Regions from separate parts of the Mus musculus genome. Here regions 1, 2 and 3 are each linked to region 4. The links are chromatin contacts, called in public promoter capture Hi-C maps. All regions are on one chromosome and are shown on one strand. Each heading gives the region's core, a stretch centred on a gene start, on an enhancer-like site or on the middle of the called end of the contact. The rest is flanking DNA. Distances are from core to core; before and after follow the strand shown. Region 1 holds the start of Ghrl (ghrelin). Region 2 holds the start of Tatdn2 (TatD DNase domain containing 2). Region 3 holds the start of Vhl (von Hippel-Lindau tumor suppressor). Region 4 holds the start of Washc2 (WASH complex subunit 2`).

Region 1 (4,888 bases), core at 1,243-3,742, 2.5 Mb before region 4:
TAGAACCTCAGGAGTGGGGCTAGGGGAGAAAATTTGTATCATTCATAAAATAGGTTAAGCTCCATTTCAGATTGACTCACCTTTGACCTCTTCCCAGAGGATATCCTGAAGAAACTTCCCCAGGGCCCGGCCATGCTGCTGATACTGAGCTCCTGACAGCTTGATGCCAACATCGAAGGGAGCATTGAACTAGAGAAAGTAGGGTTGGGAGGTCCTCAGGCCTCATCTTGTCTGCCCTGCTCCAAATGCCCCAGTCTCCCCAGGGAGGCTGTGCCATGTTAGCCATCTGGGTATCTGAGTGATTTGTGAATGTGAATCTTAGAGCCAGGAGGGTGTGCTAACTGGTCTAGTACTCTCCCGGTCCTCAGAGAGACTGTGTGACTCCCTGGTCACAAAACAGAGGTGATAGACAAGGATTTAGAAAGTAGGATTCTTCCTGAATTCTGCCCAGCTCCCCAAGTCCTTGGTTAACATGGGCACTGACTGTCAGGCTGCTAGGCACCATATCTATCGACTAGTCTTCTACAGAAGATGGTAGCCAGTTCCTCTGTAGTTTGTTTTGGCCTCCAGGAAATACAATACTGTAGGGAGCAATATGGATGTGTGTGCTCGCGTTATGCCCTTTTTTTGTGGACCTACTGGGCCCTTCTAACCTACCTTAGCAAATGCTAATTTTTTCTTCTCACACTCCATTGTTCAGGGCAAACTGGTCAGATCATCTAACTGCCAGAAGTGGCAACATTCCAGGTTCTTACACAACATGGAAAAGTGCCCTTTTCTTTGAATCAGGGCCCATATGTTTAGTGGGTACAGGTGGTTGGCATTCTGCCTCTAGACCTGATTTTGGGGGGGAAAAAAAAACTTGGGAAAGAGGTGGAGATTCAGGTGTGAGGGTAAGCAGGGTCACATTCTGCGTCCAGTGTGCTACAGTGCCATGTGCTCTGTACTCACTTTGCAGGCCACATGTTTGGTTTCTGTTGAGTATCACAGAAACTAGGAAATGCTGTTAATCCTAGCCGTGTGTGTGTGTGTGTGTGTATGTGTGTGTGTGTGTGTGTGTGTGTGTGTGTGTGTGTGTGTGTGTGTGTGTGTGTGTGTGTGTGTGTGCTCTTCCCTATGAGAACTAAGTACAGCGCTCTTGAGGCTGGGGGGCTACCTGCTCAGTGTGGTCATGGGTTGTCTCATAAGACTGTTAGTGAAGGAGCCTTGGTGAGTCAGGAAGTAGTTTTAAGTGTCACATTTCCTGTGGAGCAAGGGTTTGAGAAGGAGCCTAAGCTGGAGAGAGGGTGAGAGAGCAGGCGTTTAGTGATCTTGGCATTTGTCCTTGACCAGAGAGGAAGGTAGAAGGAGTGTAGTAAACTGACCTGATGGCCTTGGCCAAGGGAGTTGATCTTTTAACTTGTGTTTCTTATCTACAAAATTCAACAAGTGATGCCAGCTTATTTAGCTCATGGGGTCTTGTATAGAGAAGTGGTCCATGATAAAGGTAGAGAACAGGCTGGGGTGTGGCCCCTGGCAGACAGAGCACCTGCTTAGCAATTGTGAAGCCCTAGCTCGTGTCTCCTGCTTCCCAGTTTATCATGGTTGCCGTGTTTAAAGATGAAGTTGTTGCATGCAGACAGAGTATAGGGACTGGCACTGTCAGGTGCTGCTTCCATTTCCCAGGAGAATCCTAGTTGAGCTGCTGAGAGGCACCTATGGTCCCTTTAGTCCCTTCTCCCAATCCAAAGCTGTTTGTGTTTTTCCTTAGCCCATCTAAGGTTTTTCAGAGCAAGCCCAGCTCTGTTAGGCCACACGTGGGCTGGCCAGCCTAGCCTGCACTAGCCTTCCTACCTCTCCATCACCAAGGCAGGCCTGAGAGGTCCTGGGACAAACAAGGCTTTCTTCTGTTTCTGTATCCATCAGTGCTTCCTGGCTCCTGTGATCCCTCAATCTGTTTTGTTTTTGCTGCGCATGTCTGCTGCTCCCTTGCTACCCTTGAAACAGTTACCTCTTGGGATGGAGACTCTGAGCCCCTTGTGGAGCTGTTAGTGCTGGACTCTAATCCTTGAGTAGCCTGAAAAGCCAGCATATGGCTTACCCTCCATACCCCAACCCCTTTACTGTTATAAGAACATGCTGGTGCCTGGGTACCAACCCTGATCTCCAGCTCCTCCTCTGTCTCTTCTGCTTGTCCTCTGTCCTCTGGGTGGAGCCAGCCTTCCAGAGCTCGTGGCTGCAGTTTAGCTGGTGGCTTCTTGGATTCCTTTCTCTGCTGGAAAGGAAAAGAGGGTTCTCTTTCTCTCTCTCTCACACACACACACACAGATCGGGGTAGATGTGGGGGCTTAGGGAGACAGACTGACTGACCTGGGCTTTCTGGTGCTCTGGGCTCAGGAAGCTGGAGCCTGCCATGGCCATGTCCATCCAGAGCATGCTGAGTAGCAGCAAACTGCAGATGGTGCCTGAAGACAGCATGGTCTTGGTGGTGAGGACAGATGACCTGGGGGAGAGAGGGTCTTCTGGTAGCCTACTTCATCTCCATGTTATGTGCCTTAGAATTTGCTCAGGCTAGAATCCAGCAAGCTTCTAGAAGTAAGGACTGCTGGACGAAGCAAGGCTCTCTTGTCACCATCTTTCAAGGGTGGGAGCTGAAGGCTGACCTCTGCTTTTTCAATCTTTGGAGGCAGACAGAGCCTGATGTGATAGAGGGTTGTCCATTTCAGTGTTGCTTGTCCCTTGCCCTCAGGAGCCTGATGACAGAGCTAATTAGGCTGACCAGTGAGCTCACTGACACTTATGAATGACCAGTGCTGAATAATTTAGACCCCGGTGAGCTTGCATGTTCATGCATACATATATACATATATACATATATATACACACATATACAGACAGCTAAGAGAGCTTACCTGGAATGCCTGGGGATGTGGTGCCTGCTCACCGGCTTCTCCTTATATAGGAAGCCTTGTGTTTGTTCACATCCGGTAGCCTCATCTCTTGAGGCTGTGTAGTTTGTGTGGGCAGTATTGCATTCCTTGGGAACTAAGTACTCTTTTTTTCCCCTCACTGTTGAAGAACAAACAGTGGAGGACAGGTGCCAAAGTCGGGACAGTTGGCTTGGGTGGGGCACCAGCTCCTGATTCTCCATGGTCCCTGTGTGGGCTTGGCCCTGGTGGTGGATTGGCAGCTGAGCTCTGAGGTCTTGCTTAGTTGTGGTATAACCTTGGCTTGCCTCCTTCCATGTGAGATGATGTTGCCACCAGGAGAACTTGTCCAATTTTGGACAAAATTGGACAAGATTTTGTCCAATTTTGCTTTGCCACTGAGGCTGTTGTGGCTTCTGCACACCGGTCACATAGAGACCTGCTTCTGGGGTGTTCTCGAAAAAGGGCTGCACTGCCATCCCCAGGAGCAAGTGTCGGGAAAGGTGCACCTGGTGGTTACACCTTACTGCTTGTCTGTGTCTTGCTTGCGTTTGCTGGTTGATTTTGTCTTATACTGTTGGGCATAGTCCCCAGGGCCTTGTTTTTGGTAGGCAGTTCTCACTGAGCCATTCTCCAAGCCCGTTCTGGTGTTTGTTAACCTGGCAGCTTTGCCTCTCTGTTCTCTGGCAGGTATCAAGGCTCTATCTAGCACAAGGAATGCCCATTGTGGAGATGCAGATGAGATAGACCTGGTATAGGAGTCCTGCAGTATAGCTTTGACAGGAGACAGCCCTTTGGATACCTTCATGTCTTAAGAAAAATAGGGCAGGGCAGTGGCAGAGGCAGGCCGACCAGAGTGTGAGGTCCAGGACTGCTAAAGCTAACAGAGAAACTGTCTCAAAAACAAAACAAAGAAATAGGATAGCTCAAGGGCCTATGTCTTTCTGGGGCAGTGTAGGCTCCTGAAGCAGTTTTCTGACCTGTCCCTGCTGCTACGGTGTTGGCGACATTGCAGTGGCAGGCTACTCTGGATGTCTAGTTAGGGGCTGTTGCCAACAGGACAAATAATTCAGAGCCCCATGATATCCTCACCTACTGTGAAGTTTTGGAGGAGAGTGGGCTCTGTGGGATCTCTTGGTGCAGGTGAGGTGTGGGCTGGGTTGCAACTCCTGTGAGGAGATAGACCATCTGGTAGAGGTAGCTGAAATCCCAACATCATATTCATAGGCCTGTCACCCACCAGAACTTAGAAACCATTTAGCCCTGGGGCCCAGGGGTCTAAAGGTGAGGTGTTGTGGAAACACTGCGGCCCTCCAGTCTGTGAGGACAGAAAGCCTGTGCATGGTGACCAGGCATCGGCTGAAATATGAAGCTTGTCCACTCAGCCGCTGTAAGCCTTTGGAGGCAGGAGGTGCTGGTGTTGATCTTAGATAAGACCACAAATGAACAAACACAGGTTGCTAACTATCTAGAGATAACTGGAACTCTCTAGTCACATACCTTGCCATCCAGAGTAAAGGTTAGCAGGGAGGATGGTCTGGCGATGGAAGAATGGATGGAAAAGGCACCAGAAAATATCTTAACGACCTGCCCGTAGCTATGGAAGAGGAGCTGGGAAATGTACCTTCATCCTGTCAATAGGAGCTGAGAGAGATTACATGGCTCTAGAAAGGACAACACCCCATTCTTAATAAAGCCAAGACCAAAACAGGTGGATGAAATTTCAATGTATGTATTATTAGGGTTCTCTAGAGAAACAAAACCGACATAATGAACATACGTATATTAAGGGGAATTTAGTAGAGTGATTTATAGGCCAACGATGGGTGTCTCCTGACAAAAGGGCCAAGAATCCATTAGTTGCTCAGTCATGATGTGGGATGTCAGATGGTCTTTTGTCAACATTTGAATCCAGAAGCAGGTTTAACACCAGTGAGCCATGCTTTAGCCAAGGGATAGATGAACTGGACAGTGAGAGAGAG
Region 2 (4,568 bases), core at 1,533-4,032, 2.5 Mb before region 4:
TTCTCAAGTTCAGGACTGCAAAAGCAGGACGGTTGGCAAAGGACTCCGTAGGCTTTCTCCTTCTTCAGTTGGTGATCCTGTAAGCCACCGGTATTTAGGAACTGCCTGCTTTTCACCTTCGACCTCCCATTGTGCCCATATTTATTTTAATGGAGACTCAGAGGTTGTGTGTTATTTATAGCTAGGTGAAGAAGCATGAGAAACAGTCTCATGTTTGATTCTGCTGCTAGTTAAGTCAATCACTTGGTGGGTGGTAGCTCAGTATCCTTGTAAGATAACCCTGCTCTGTTCTCCCTGGGGAAGAACAGAGCTGCTCTATTCAGCTCTTGGGAGGATGGGTGCAGCGGCTGCAGAAGCACTTTGAAAATGTATCTGTTCTGTGTTCTCAATGGAGTAAAAGGTATGTAGTTCATGGCTCTGCCATGTAGAAAATGTTTATGAAGTGAATATATTTTTGAAAAGTCATGTTGCAAACATGTTTTGTAAAACAAAGCTATTTCTTTCTTTTTTTTTTTGTTTTTTTTTTGTTTTTTCGAGACAGGGTTTCTCTGTATAGCCCTGGCTGTCCGGGACCTCACTTTGTAGACCAGGCTGGCCTCGAACTCAGAAATCCGCCTGCCTCTGCCTCCCGAGTGCTGGGATTAAAGGCGTGCGCCACCATGCCCGGCTAACAAAGCTATTTCTAATTCACTATTTAAAAAAAGAATTCCATTATAGTGACAAAATAAAAATGTTTGTAATCTAGCAGCTGTCTTATAATTTTGTGTCTGGGTGAATTTGTGTACCGAATATGTTTGGCTCAAGGATTCTTGCTTTTGCTTTCATTTCTGTATGTATTGTTTGTACAATGTATGTATGCATATTTATGTATGTGCATGTGGTGTGCACACAACCATGTGCATATGGAGCTCAAGAGATGACTTGGGTTTTCAATCCTTCTTCCACAAGGTATGTATGTATGTATGTATGTATGTATGTATGTATGTATTTTAGTTTGCTGTTACACAAGGCTAGCTGGCCCATCTCTGTTGATGTAGAAGTGCTTAGATTGTATATACCCTTGCTGTACAGCCAGCTTTTATGTGGGTCCTGGTATTTGAACTTAAGACTTCATGGTTGTGGCCAGTGATTTAGTACATTGTCACTTTAGGGAGGGTTTTTATCAGCAATGCCACCTTTGCAGGGCTTGGGGCACTTGTATAACCCTTCATGGATATTAAAGTTGCTTTTATTTTTACTGTTACAAATAGGGATGGTTGCCAGGTGGTGGTGGCAGCACACACGTGTCTCTAATCCCAGCACTTGGGAGGCAGAGGCAGGCAGAATTTTATGAGTTTGAGACCAGCCTGGTTGGCAGACCTAGTTCCAGGACAGTCAAGATTTCACAGAGAGAGCCTGTCTTGAAAGAATCAAATCAAACCAAAACAACAAAACGACACCCCCCCCCCCAAAAAAAAAAGAAAAACCCCACAAACAAATAGAGATGGCTTCTGGGATGGTTAACCTTCACTGTGAACTTGGGTTAACAACCCTCTAGGAGTTAGATATGCTCTGGCTGTGACTAGGAGGGAGTTTACCGAGAGGATGAACTGAAGACAGAAGACTCTGAGTATGGGAGGTGCTATTCCATGGGTTTGGCTCCTGCATTGGGTAATTAAAAAAAAAAAAAAAAGTGAAGGCCAGCTGAGTGTGGAGAGCCTTTAGTTCTTGCCACCACAGCTGTTGGCCAAGAGCAGTCTGGGAATGAAGTAGTAGGACAAACTCTTTTCTTTACTGTTTTGGTTCTGGGGGGCGGGGGCATTTTAAGTGTCACAGGCTGGTCTGGAATTCCTGACCCTCCCCTCCAACACCTCCAGAGGGCTGCGATTACTTACAGACTTGTGTGACACCTGGGTAATTTGGTGATTAGGATCAAAAGCTTGCTTCTCCTGTAAGTGCTCTGCTATTGAGCTGCAATCATTACCTTTTCTGGGGTTGGTGTGGGAAGGTTTGAAACAGGGTCTCAAGAAGTTAGGAGGTGACCTTGAACTCTGGATCCTCTGTCCTACGGCTCTCTTGATGTGGGGTTATATCTCTTCTTTTCTTTCTCTCTCTCTCTCTTTTTTTTTCTTTTCTTTTGATCTCACTCGGAAGCCTAGGTTGATCGGAACTCATTAGCTATCCCAAACTGGCTTCGAACTCAGCAGTTCCCCAGCCTCAGCGACCCAAATGGAATTACCAATGTGAGCTACTATGGCTGCTTCAGGCACCTCTCTGTTCTCCCCACCCCCCGCTATTAAAATTTTTTTAGTTGTAGTCAGGTTCTAAAACGTCTAGGCTGGACTTTGTCAATCGTCCTGCCTCTTCTTCCTGAGCAGTTGGTTTTACAGGTCTATCCGGCAGGCCTGGTTCTGTTTTTTGTGTGTGTATGGCTTGTGCCTGCTAACCCCAATTCCGTCACTTTCTGGGTGTGTCGCTTGGTTTTTATCGAGCCACAGTTTCCTGCGTTGTTTTTTTTAAAAAAAAAAAAAAAAGGGGGAGGGGGGATGGGTGAGTAGGTGAGTGAGTGACAATGTTTGGCACGCGCGTCCGGTACCAAGAGGCCCGCCAAGTTACCCTCCATCGGTATTTTCGGCTCCCGGGCGTCCCCAGCAGGCCCTTCGCGCGGATCCAGGGCCACGTGAGAAGCTCCGCCACATATCGCTCCCAACCAACCACAGAGCTTCGTGAGGCGTAGGGGCACGCCCCAGAACGTCGGACCAACAGGCGCGCTCCGTCTTGCCCGAAGTCACGCCCCTCTCCCGTTGGAGCAATCGGCGCCGTCCCTGACGCCGGCTCCGCCCCTGCCGCACGCCGGCCGCCGGCCGCTGGGCAGGTTCCGCGGAGCTGACGCCGAGGTTGCGAAGTAGGCGGCGGGGCCGAGGCCTTGGATGAGGGCGCGGTGCGGCGCTGGGCCGGGTCAGCTGGAGGAGCGGAGGTGACTTCCGGCGCGCGGCTCCGGAGGCCAGTGGCTCCCTCAGGCCCGGGGCGGGACGGGGCGGCGGGAGGCGAGCGGCCACCCCGCCCGCGGCCCGCCCTTGGCGTCCGGGGCCTGCGGGCGCGTGCGGCCCAAAAGGCGGCTCCGCACGCGCTCGGCCCCCCGCGCAGGGCTTCGGAAGGCAGACCGCTGCACCGCGCCGCGCCGCGCCGGAAGCGCCTCGGCGTCTCGGGAGTGGCGCGCTGTTGACAGCCGCGCTCGCGGACTTGGGCTGCGCGTTGTTCGGGCTCGGCGCTCGGCCCGCGGACGCTTCTCGGAGCGCTGTGGCGTCCCCGAAGCCCGTAGCACTGGAATGGGCAGACGACAGGAACGGGAAAGGTCAGTGGGGCCGATTCCCGCCGTTGCCCTAGCGGCTTCCCGGCGGTGTGAGGCGAGCAGCCGCCAAGGCTGCTGCTACAATCGTCGTTCCTCTGTCCCTGGCAGGTGCCCATGGCGTCGGAGCGGCGCAAGGTCAAGTATCACTGGGGCAGCACGTCGGAAGGGTGTCCCAGCAAGCGCAGCCGCCCCCGGGAGCCCGGCAATGTGGCCCCCTCCAGCCGGCCAGGTCGCAGGTGTGCGTCGCGTCCTCGAGGGGCCAGCAGCCCCCAGCGTCTGAAAGTCCGGCGCGGGGACGATGTGGCCCGCGCTCCTCGGAGCTCAGTCCGCCGTCGCACCTCCTCTTCCTCTTCTTCGTCCTCTCTCTCTTCGGGCTCAGGTGTGGGTGAGGCCGCTTCCCCTGGCTTCCTGATTGCGAGCCCTCGGAGACTATTTACGTCCAAGGGGTCCCCTCTGCACCCTGCCCACTCCTCTCTAGAAGAAATGGCTTCTCTACGGAAGGAAGCTTGTAGCGTTAAGGTACGTGGCAGCGACGTCTGGCAAACAGTGAAGTCCCTTGCACGTGGTTTGAGGGGTGGAGAGAAGACATTTGGTGGGAAGAGAATAAAAATTAGATCTTTCCTGTGGAGGGCCTGGTGTGTGTGTGGGGGGGGGCGAGGGGGAGGGTGTTGAGGGGTAGAGCTCAGTATGGAGGGGGTTTTCAAACTTGGTGGCATTTGGAACTACTAGGAAAGCCTGATAATGGTTGTGGTCTGCCATCCCAGAGAGAGTGATTATAGATAGTTTGGAGGGATCTCTGCAACCTTCGAGTGATTGTAAATGGACAGTGGAACTGGAGGATCAGCACAATGGAAGGTGGAATAATGCCCAGGAAAGATGATGTAGATTTCGGTCAATTTATAGAGTTTGCCCTTGGGGCTGGAGAGAAGAAGGCACATACAGCTGCTGAAGGAGGACACAGGTTCTGAGAGCCCAGGTCAGGTGGTTCACAAGCCCCTGTAATTCCAGCTCCCATTCCTCGGGCTCCCATGGGTATCTATCTTCATGTGCACTTAACCCACATACGTGCACTTAATTAAAAATAAAATTAAATGGTCTTTGTACTTAGAACCGCTCTGAATTGCAGCTCAGGAAATGGACTCTTAGTGTGGCTTTTCACCAAAGTTGTGGATTTCTGCATGTTGGCATTCTCTGTTTGGTTAACAGGGTTTTGGATTTTTGAGACAGGGTCTCCTAT
Region 3 (4,670 bases), core at 1,729-4,228, 2.6 Mb before region 4:
AGATTCTTCTTCCTTTGCGGAGACACCCATGCATGATTAACACTCCTGGGTGCTCCAAAGTTTATCTGTTAGCATGAGGACCACATGCCCTCTAAAGTGTGTGTGTGTGTGTGTGTGTGTGTGTGTGTGTGTGTGTGTGTGTGTGTGTGTGTAGACATGTGTATGCCGTAGTGCATTTGTGCGTTTGTGGAGGTCAGAAGGCAAGTTTCCAGAGTCCAGTGAGTCGCAGGGATCAAACTCAGGGCAAGCTTTATGGGAGGCATCTCAACCTACTGAGCCATCTGGCTGGTCCTCCACATTTTAAAAAAGATGTGTGTGTGTGTGTGTGTGTGTAAGTGCACATGTGTGTGCAAATATGCATGTGCCTGCAGAGACCAGAAGAGTGCCAGATCCCCTGGAGCTGAAGTTCCAGGCAGTTGTGAGTCACCTGGTGTTTTAGGAACCATCTCTTCTCTGATAGAGCAGTTTTAAGTAATGTTAACTGCTGAGCTCCCTCTAGTCCTTATTTTTATTCTTTAGGTTTTTTTAAATTTTACTTACTGTCTTTATGTATGTATGTGTATGTATGTACTATCAGGTATGTGTGTGCGCAAACTGCATGCCTGGTACCCACGAAAGTGTCCGATCCCCTGGGACTGGGGTCCCATATGGTTGTGAGCTGCCAATCAAACCAGAGTCGTCTGCAAGAGCAGCCAGTGCTCCTAACCAAGGAGCCAACTCTCCACCGTATTTTTATTTTTAAATCATGTATGTATGTTTGTTTGTGTATGGGGGCGGGGGGGGGCTTGCACATGTCTGTGGAGGTCAGAAGAGGGCATTGAACTCCCTAGACCTGGAGTGACAGGCAGTTGTGGGCCACCTGATGTGGATGCTGGGGACTGAACTCAGGTCCTCAGAGCAGCACACTCTTTAACTACTAAGCCATTTCTTTAGTCCATAAAACTGTATCTTCAACTGCTCCAAAAGCATGACATAAACTTCTACTGTTCAGGGTGATTTATTCGCCAGACTTGATAAAGGAGCCTAAATGGAATTCAGACACCCTGCTTGATTTTTTTCCTGGCTCATCTAGTCACCTTTCACATTCTTTGTTACAACCAAATAACACTGCTCCTCCGAGTTGTCCTGTGTCCTTCCACACTAGCCTTTCAGCATTCTGAAGGCAGAGACTGGTTCTATCACATGGCCCATTCAGTAGACATGTGCTAAACATAATATTAGACAAAATACTAAATTTGGTCTAGGCACAGAGGTAGGTGGCTCGCGTGTCATACATAAAGCTCTGGATTTCTCAACACTGAAAATAAAGAACCTACCTGAAAAATGGGGAACTAAAAATTCAAGAGAATTTAGAAGCCCTGGAGAGCTGACTCAGTGGTTAAGAGCACTGGTTGCTCTCACAGAGGACCTGGGTTCAATTCCCAGTTCCCACAACAGGCAGCTCACAGCGACTTCTGACTCCAGCTCCAGGAAATCCAATCCTCCCTGTGTTCATCAGCCCCTGGATGAGCTCACACATGCACACCCGTACATTTTTAATTTTTTGTTTATTTATTTACTTTGGTTTTTTGGGTTTTTGAGACAAGGTTTCTCTGTCTGTCCTGGAACTCACTTTGTAGACCAGGCTGGCCTCGAACTCAGAAATCCTCCTGCCTCTGCCTCCCAAGTGCTGGGATTAAAGGCGTGCGCCACCACTGCCCGGCCCGTACATTTAAAAAAAGCTCATCTGATGAAACTTCTGCCAGAAATGTCTATGGAAAAATGGCACTGAATGTTATCTGATAGTAGTTGTATGCTAATTCTTTGAACCAGTCATGGTAGCACATATCTAGAATGCCAGTACTTGGGAGGCAGACACAGGAGTGCCACTAATTTGAGGCCAGCCTGGGCTATATATATTCAGCTGCAAGGCAATGGGAACTATGCAATAAGTCTGCGTCTAAAAAGAAAAAGACAAAATATTTTAAAATTCTATTCACAAACATAAAAAAGTTTGAAAGGAAACAAAAACTGGTAATACTGTTTTCTGGGAATGCAGATGGAAAAGGAGGGAAAGTTTTACTTTTGTACTCTGGAAGACATTTTGAAATGTGTAGTTAAAAATAGAGACAGACTCAAACTCATCAATGAGAAAAACTTTAAATAATAGCATAGGTGGGCCCGGCAGCGGTGGTACTCAGCTTTTATATCAACACTTGGGAGGCAGAGGCAGGAGATTGGAGGTCAGACTGGTCTACAGAGTGAGTTCCAAGAGAGCTGGAGCTACCCAGAGAAACCCTGTCTTGAAAAACCAAAAAGCAAAGGCAGAAGGGGAAATATGGCAAGCCCGTGGAGATCTTAAGAGAAGAAATTAAATTTAAGTACACTCAAAAAAAAAAAAATATATATATATATATGAGGCTCATGCCTGTAATTCCAGCACTCTGGAGTCAGAGGCAGGAGATCACTCTTAAGTTTGAAGCTGGTTTGGTCTGTACACGGAATTCCAGACCAGCCAGGGGGAAACAATGCTACCCAAAAAAAAAAAAAAAAAAAAATCCAACTGCCCTTGGTCCCTGTTCTCTGGAGTCTGAGGCAGGGAGATCTTTGAGTTCAGGACAAGCCGGATATACATAATGAGTTCTAGGCCTACATAGTGAGACCCTACCTCAAAGCAAGTCTTTCTGGCATGGAGATAACGGCTTTAATCCCAGTACTCTGGAAGCAGAGGCAGGCAGATCTCCGAGAGTTCGAGGCCAGACTGATCTAGGGTGTGAGTTCCAGGACAGCCAGGATTACACGAAGAAACTCTATCTTGGGGGAAAAAAAAAAAAGAAGGAAAAAGAAAAGGAAAGGAAACAAACAGAAACCCAACTGTAGGAGGTGGAATTTATAACCCGGGGCTCCGCCGCGGCCCCGCCCCGCCGCCCCGCCGCCCCGCCCACTGCTGCGGCCCCGCCCACCGCCGCGGCCCCTGGCTCCGTGCCGCCCCGCCCCCCAGTTTGAGGGCTCCCGGCGGCCATTTCCGCCTTCAAGTTGCCCGGAGCGCGTCTGGGACCGGCAGACCTGTCCCGGAGCGCGTAGATCCGCACGCACGCACGCGCCGCCCACGTCCAGCTTGCGAATCCGAGGGACCCGTTCCAATAATGCCCCGGAAGGCAGCCAGTCCAGAGGAGGCGGCGGGGGAGCCCGGTCCTGAGGAGATGGAGGCTGGGCGGCCGCGGCCGGTGCTGCGCTCGGTGAACTCGCGCGAGCCCTCTCAGGTCATCTTCTGCAACCGCAGCCCGCGCGTCGTGCTGCCTTTGTGGCTCAACTTCGACGGCGAGCCTCAGCCCTACCCGATCTTACCACCGGGCACCGGCCGCCGCATCCACAGCTACCGAGGTACGAGCCGCGCGCTAGGCCGCTGCTGCTGTAACAGGCGGGGCGCTTTCTCTCCGACCCCGAGCATCTTGTCCCTACCCACTGCATCTACCCCGAGAAAATGCCCGGCCCCTACCAGTGATTTCGGATGCAGTGTTAACCCAGTTCCCGGTCAGGTTCGGCATGCGAACCTGCCTTGGTGATGACAACTTGGAGGGTTACAGACAAAAAAAATGTATGAACAGACAAGAACCAGCCTGTGTCATAATTGCTGCGCTAGGCACCGAGCTTAGAGGTTTGCGAAAGCATGGGCAGAGTGTGGGTGCGTCCAGGTGAAGAAAGAGCACGCAGCTTAGGAGAACCGGAGTAGGATAAGTCAGCTGAGGGAGTTAACAGTTGTAGTTGGGGGATCACCTTTACCGATTGGCGTCTTGGCCGAAAACAAGTGAGTATGGGATAACGGGTTGAACTCTCGATCTTTCTGCCTTCGCCACTGATTTCAGGTTTGTACCAAGCCTGACCACGTAAGCTTATTAACTGTGACAAGCATCAGTGGAAGTCAGTCAGTTCTATCAGTGTCATGACTGGATGGCTATGAAAAACAAGTGAAGCCGCTCTCAGGTGTACAATCCCCAGGACTCAGAAAACCGAGGCAAGATGACTGCACCAGGCTTTTTTGGTTTGCCGCCAAACAGTGAGAGAAAAAGTTCAAAAGTTGATTTTAGCCGTAGTGAATTGGGGCTGTTTGACATTGCCTTATTTATGTATTGAAAAAAAATGTACCCAGATCTGTGTGTGGTAGCCCAGGACTCAGGAGGCCAAGACAGAAGGATTTCACTGAGTGCAAGTCCAGCCTTGGCTAAGCCCCAAGATTGTGTCTGAAGCAACCAGCCAGACAGCTGAGTGATGTGGGAATTTTGTAGATCAGGCTGGCCTCTCACTGAAATCCAACTTCCTTCTGCCCCCTGAGTACTGGGATTAAAGCAAAGGCCTTTGTCACCAAGGCCGGTTTATACTGCTCTTTCAGGGTTAGCTTCTCAGTACCCAGGTCAGGCAGCTCACAAGTTTCCATTACTCCAGCTCCAGGGATCCGAGGTCCCTGCTCTTACTTGGGAAAAGAAACCCTAACCTTGGCAGTTTGAATAAGAGTGACTCCTATAGGCTAATATATCTGAATGCTTAGGGTGTAGTCCTAAGGATTAGTTTGAAAGTGGTGAAGGATGAGTAGGTGTGGCCTGGTTGGAGGAAGTGTGCCACTAGGGATGGGCTTTGAGGTTTCAGAAGCCTAAACCAAACTCACAATCTCACTGGCTACACCTTTGGATCTG
Region 4 (4,818 bases), core at 11-2,510:
TGCTACAGAAACCAACCTGAGCCTTTACCCTGGCTTTACTAGTTCACAGCTGACTACTTGCTCATAAGCAGTTAACTCCCCATTCCCTTCTTTCCTCAATCCCTGGCCCCCACCAACCTACTTCCTCTCTCTGGATTGATCCATTCTGGATATTTCATATAAATAGAATAACCTGTGCTCATGTATATGACTGACCTCTTTCAATTGAAGTATTTCTAGGTTAATTCATGCCCTATCATATATCAGCATTTTATTTCTTTTGGTGAATTGCGTGGTTCTACAGCATTTTGTTTATCCATTCGTCACCTGATGGACATTTAGATTGCTTCTGCTTTCTGGGTATGGATCAACACTACAGTGAAAATTCTTGCAGATTTTTACCTGAGCAGGTTTTCATTTGTCTTAGTTGCATACCAAAGAGAAATCTTTAATGAGGTTTCAACGGAGGTGGCCACAAAGCAAAATCTGAAAGTTGGAAAAATAATCTGCACAGGAGAAATGATAAGATCTAAGGTGAGCACTCACCATATACCAGGCACTATCTGTTTTAACACCTATTATCGCTTCTTTTTTATTTTTATTTTTCGAGACAGAGTTTCTCTCTGTGTAGACCAGGCTGGCCTCGAACTCAGAAATCCGCCTGCCTCTGCCTCCCAAGTGCTGGGATTAAAGGTGTGCGCCACCATGCCCGGCTGTATTGCTTCTTTAATATGCAGAAGAAAGCTTATAGAAGAAGCTAAGTAACTTGTTCTCGGGCACACAAAAAGGAAAGATAAGGGGTTATTTCTAAAAGTCAGTCTGGGCAAGACCAACTCAGAAAGGGGTCTGTTCACAAGGAAGTGCTAGTGGACAGCCAGGGGAGCTTTGGATTTCGATTTCTACCCCTCCACCTCCCGGCCTTGAATCTCAGCTGAGGGTTTCAAGAATTTCAAGCGGATCCACATTGAACTGAAACCAAACCGGTTAGCAGATGTACACATTGAGGGTCACTGTGGCCCTGGGCTAGTCTCACATCACATGCATAATCAATAAAGCCGCCGCACATCCAGGAAGTCGTCCTCCGCTCTCCTTCCTCTTCAGCTCCCACCTGGTAGGCCACGGGACTCCTCAGCATGGGCCCCACTGGTACCTTCCGCCTCTTTCGCACTAGCTGGCCGCTTAAACACCTTCTCTCTGGTCAAACCCAATTACCCAGGAGCTACTAACCCATAGCTCCCGATCAGAGGCTGCGCCCCAGGTCACGTGAGGACACCATCACGTGACGTGAACCATGTGATTACCACCGCGCTGGGTGGGCAGTGTAGTAGCCACTCCCGTAGTCACTTTGGAGCTTGCTGAGTGGCGGTGTCATCGTGGTGAGGACGGCGGCCCAGGAGGGCAGGGCTGGATCCTTCGCCCCAGACTCAGCTCTTCTTTTTGTCCTTCTCGCTGTAGATGAACCGGACGAGCCCCGACTCGGAGCGGCCTCCGGCATCCGAGCCGGTGTGGGAACGGCCCTGGTCGGTGGAGGAGATCCGCCGCAGCAGTCAGAACTGGTCTCTGGCGGCTGACGCCGGTGTGAGCGGGGGACCCGGGGCCAAGGGAGGGACAGAGTTGTAGTTACCCCTCCTCGGGGACACGCTTCCTCCAGTATTCAAAGGCGCAATCTCAGACACCGGGGAGGGCGGCCCTGTGGGCTTCTACCCAGCACTCTGCCGCGCAGACGCGGGTTTCCTTCCGTGCAGTGGCTTTTCAACCTTGCCCTCCACGCCATCCTGCTGAGCAGATTCTGTTTCTGCCCTCTCCAAGGACTGCTTTGTCTCTACGGAGGCCCTTCTGTATTAGAACTGGGGCTAAATGGGGCAGCACATATTTTTGAGTAGATCTGCTCACTTCGGGACCTAAGAGCTCAGAACTTTCATACAAGTGGGATTTGGGGTGTTTTGTCACACTATGTGGTCTCTGGAGCGTGACAACCAAACAGGGCTTTAAATCCCTGTAGAAATGTGATACTGGTTTTGTGTTCTGGACAAACTTATCTGATGAGCTTTCTTAATGCTTTCCAGGGTCACCTGACCTTAGATCAACAGTATCATCCCTTTTTCTTAACATAGGGGCAAAAGGGGAGGGGTTTTTTGTTTGTTTGTTTTGCTTTAAATCACATGTAGTGTTGATACTTGTGTATGTTTCTTTTCAAAATAGCTACTACAGTTTCTACAGGAATTCTCACAGCAGACTATCTCCAGGACTCATGAAATCAAGAAGCAGGTGGATGGATTAATTCAGGAGACCAAAGCCACACATTGTCGTCTGCATAATGTGTTCAATGACTTCCTCATGCTGTCTAATACCCAGTTCATTGAGAATGTGAGTTGTTTTATGGTATCTGACTTTCGAATAATCCCTTTTGGGGAGTAAGAACTATTGTCATTTATAATGATAATAAGGTTCTCTTCTAAGTTTTGGTGGATAGATTGGTTCTTGGTAACTGAAGCTCCTTTCTCTGAAATCAGTGTCTTTTATCAGTAAAGTTCATGGGTTTTACAAACCTTTAAAAACATCTAATAATAAGGTTTGCCTCGTGCTGGTTTTTCTGTTTTTAGTTTTGAGGGCAATTACCATTTGAGCAGAGTTGTGTGCCTCTCAAAAAAGCCACTGTGCTCATTCAGTATGGTCAGCTCTAAGCCTGGCTTGGCCTCACGTGCCCCACTTTTGCCTTCAGTCCCTAGAGACTTTATGTAGGTCCATCATGTCTCCCTCAGTTGTGTAAGTGAATGCAGATGTCTGCTTTGCATTTCGTCATCTACAGTTTTCTTTTTCTTCCTTTTCTTTTTTCTCCTTCTGTTTGTTTGAGACAGGGTTTCTCTGTGTAGCCCTGACCGTCCTGGAACTCACTCTGTAGACCAGGCTGGCCCGGAACTTACAGAAATCTACTTGCCTCTGCCTCCCAAGTACTGAGATTTAAGGTGTGGGCCACTACTGTCCCGCCAGCACCAGTTTTTCAATTTGGATGAATATATGACACAGAGTCACCAGTACAAATGCTGCTGGCCTTTAACTAAAGTGTATGTGAATTTTGTTTTCATAGTGAGTTCCTGCAATCTGCTAGGAATACACAGATAAATTATCTTGGTAGAATTACAATAGAAAAGACGCAGGCATGCCTGGAGCCATCTAGCAAAGGGAAAGGAATGTATTGAGAACAGGGGGTGGGGTGGGGGGCTGTGGGGGGAGCTTAGTTCATCTGATCCAAGAATATTTTTCTGAATTAATTTGTAGAAAGGCATTGGGGGGGGGCGGTTGTATTTTTTTTTTTTTTTTTTTTTAGCAGCTCAGGATTAGTTCTGACTAGTGTAGAACTTGCTATATAGACCAGGCTGGCCTTGAATTTGGAGAGAAATTCTCACCTCTGAGGTTACAGGCTTACAGCCCTACACCCAGCAGTGAGAAGAGAATTACTCAAGTCCACAGCATCCTGAAATTATTAGATGAGGATTATTAAACAATTTCATAAATGTTTAAGATCATAACCCCGTGATTTGGGATTGTAAAAGCAGCAGAGTGCCAAGTAGGCTGTTGCTGATGCATGTTTGCATAATTTAATAGTGTGAACTGGAGTGCCATACCTCACATTCCATCTTGTTTGAGACATGGGGTTTGGTGAGGACTCTTGTTCAGTGCTGCCTGTGCCAGCCTACCTGGCTCACTGAGCTGACTAGGCCACCAATTATTTTCTTTAATGGCAATGGGTTTGAAACATAACATGAATTCAAGTAAACCCATGCAGATGGGTGTGCAAATTCTGGGATACTGGGGCTAGAAGTTGCTCAGATTTCAGGTTTTTAGGATGTAGGATCTACAGAGACCTTACAGGTTCAGCATCCCTAAGTTCAAACAGCCCCATGTCCAAACTTTTTTGAATGTCATGCCATTGTTTGGGTTTCAGAGTTTTGGATTGGCATGCTCAACCTGAGGATACTCTTTGATGTGCACAGAACCTGGCTGGTCAGCCTGAGCACTTTTCTCCCTGGAAGGATCAGTTAGGGGACTGTACTCTCCTTTGTTGATGACAGCAGCCCCCATCACTTCTCATCAAGCTGGAGTGGATAGTTTTATGTGCTGTTCTTTTTGTTTTGTTTTGTTTATAAGTTTTAAAGTTTATTTATGTCTTTTTTTTTTTTTAAGTGTAGGAGTCATGCCAGAAGATCCCTTCATAGATGGTCATGAGCCACCATGTGGTTGCTGGGAATTGAACTCAGGACCTCTGGAAGCGCAGCCAGTGCTCGTAACCATGGAGCCATCTCTCCTGCCCTTATGTGCTGCTCTTATGTGTAGTTCTTAGCGTGCGCTTTTCTTGCTATGTCAGATGCTCAGCTCTTCTTGTAGTTAATGTTGTAGCTGTAGATCAGGCAAGGAACAAATTTGGGAAGTTTTCTTTTGTACTCCATGTCCCTGTACCAGATTGGTACCAGATCACACTGTTTTCAGGCAGAGGAGGCGTGAGAAGCTTGATTTCCTGATCATAGATCTTAATTAGCTAGTCTCCCTCGTCTAGCTTTTTCGGGCAAAGTTTTCTTAAAATTTCCCATAGCTTAGGTTTTGTGAAAACTTTAAAATTGTTCTTTACGTATGTCTACTTCTGTGGATTCTGTATTTCCATTCATGTCTTTGTCCCCTTAACGAGAAGGCCTTATTCCTCTCCCAGTCTGCCATCAGGATCCTTCAGAAGTGTGTTGGTGCCACACTAAATGTAAATGCTTCCAAGATCTTTTACGATGCCACATGGCACACACAGCGTCTTCCCATTGTGGAGGAGCAGCTGATGATGTTGGGAGAATA

The links. Promoter capture Hi-C pulls out the DNA fragments that hold promoters and counts their contacts. Capture Hi-C pulls out chosen DNA fragments and counts their contacts.
Region 1: a contact with region 4 is called in a promoter capture Hi-C map of liver, with 4 times the contacts expected there. The contact joins the promoter of Ghrl here to the promoter of Washc2 in region 4. A contact is called at or near these places in 2 of 39 promoter capture datasets (liver and pre-B cells).
Region 2: a contact with region 4 is called in a promoter capture Hi-C map of liver, with 2.8 times the contacts expected there. The contact joins the promoter of Tatdn2 here to the promoter of Washc2 in region 4. A contact is called at or near these places in 2 of 39 promoter capture datasets (liver and pre-B cells) and 1 of 9 other capture datasets (liver).
Region 3: a promoter capture Hi-C map of liver shows a contact between it and region 4, with 2.3 times the contacts expected there. The contact joins the promoter of Vhl here to the promoter of Washc2 in region 4.

The regions. Positions count from the first base shown.
Region 1 is chr6:113,716,973-113,721,860 of GRCm38.p6, forward strand. It overlaps Ghrl (ghrelin), which reads right to left and starts at 2,493. Exons shown (of 4, transcript NM_001379129.1): 1 at 2,350-2,493; 2 at 2,138-2,254; 3 at 81-189. The coding sequence starts at 2,457.
Region 2 is chr6:113,694,268-113,698,835 of GRCm38.p6, forward strand. Tatdn2 (TatD DNase domain containing 2) reads left to right here and starts at 2,783. Exons shown (of 8, transcript NM_001347356.1): 1 at 2,783-3,334; 2 at 3,440-3,850. The coding sequence starts at 3,446. Irak2 (interleukin-1 receptor-associated kinase 2) reads left to right here. Exons shown (of 13, transcript NM_172161.4): 13 at 1-759.
Region 3 is chr6:113,621,016-113,625,685 of GRCm38.p6, forward strand. It overlaps Vhl (von Hippel-Lindau tumor suppressor), which reads left to right and starts at 2,979. Exons shown (of 3, transcript NM_009507.4): 1 at 2,979-3,363. The coding sequence starts at 3,126.
Region 4 is chr6:116,206,773-116,211,590 of GRCm38.p6, forward strand. Washc2 (WASH complex subunit 2`) reads left to right here and starts at 1,261. Exons shown (of 31, transcript NM_026585.3): 1 at 1,261-1,355; 2 at 1,435-1,557; 3 at 2,182-2,346. The coding sequence starts at 1,435. It overlaps 9530062K07Rik (RIKEN cDNA 9530062K07 gene), which reads right to left and starts at 1,221. Exons shown (of 4, transcript NR_131013.1): 1 at 1,130-1,221; 2 at 382-485.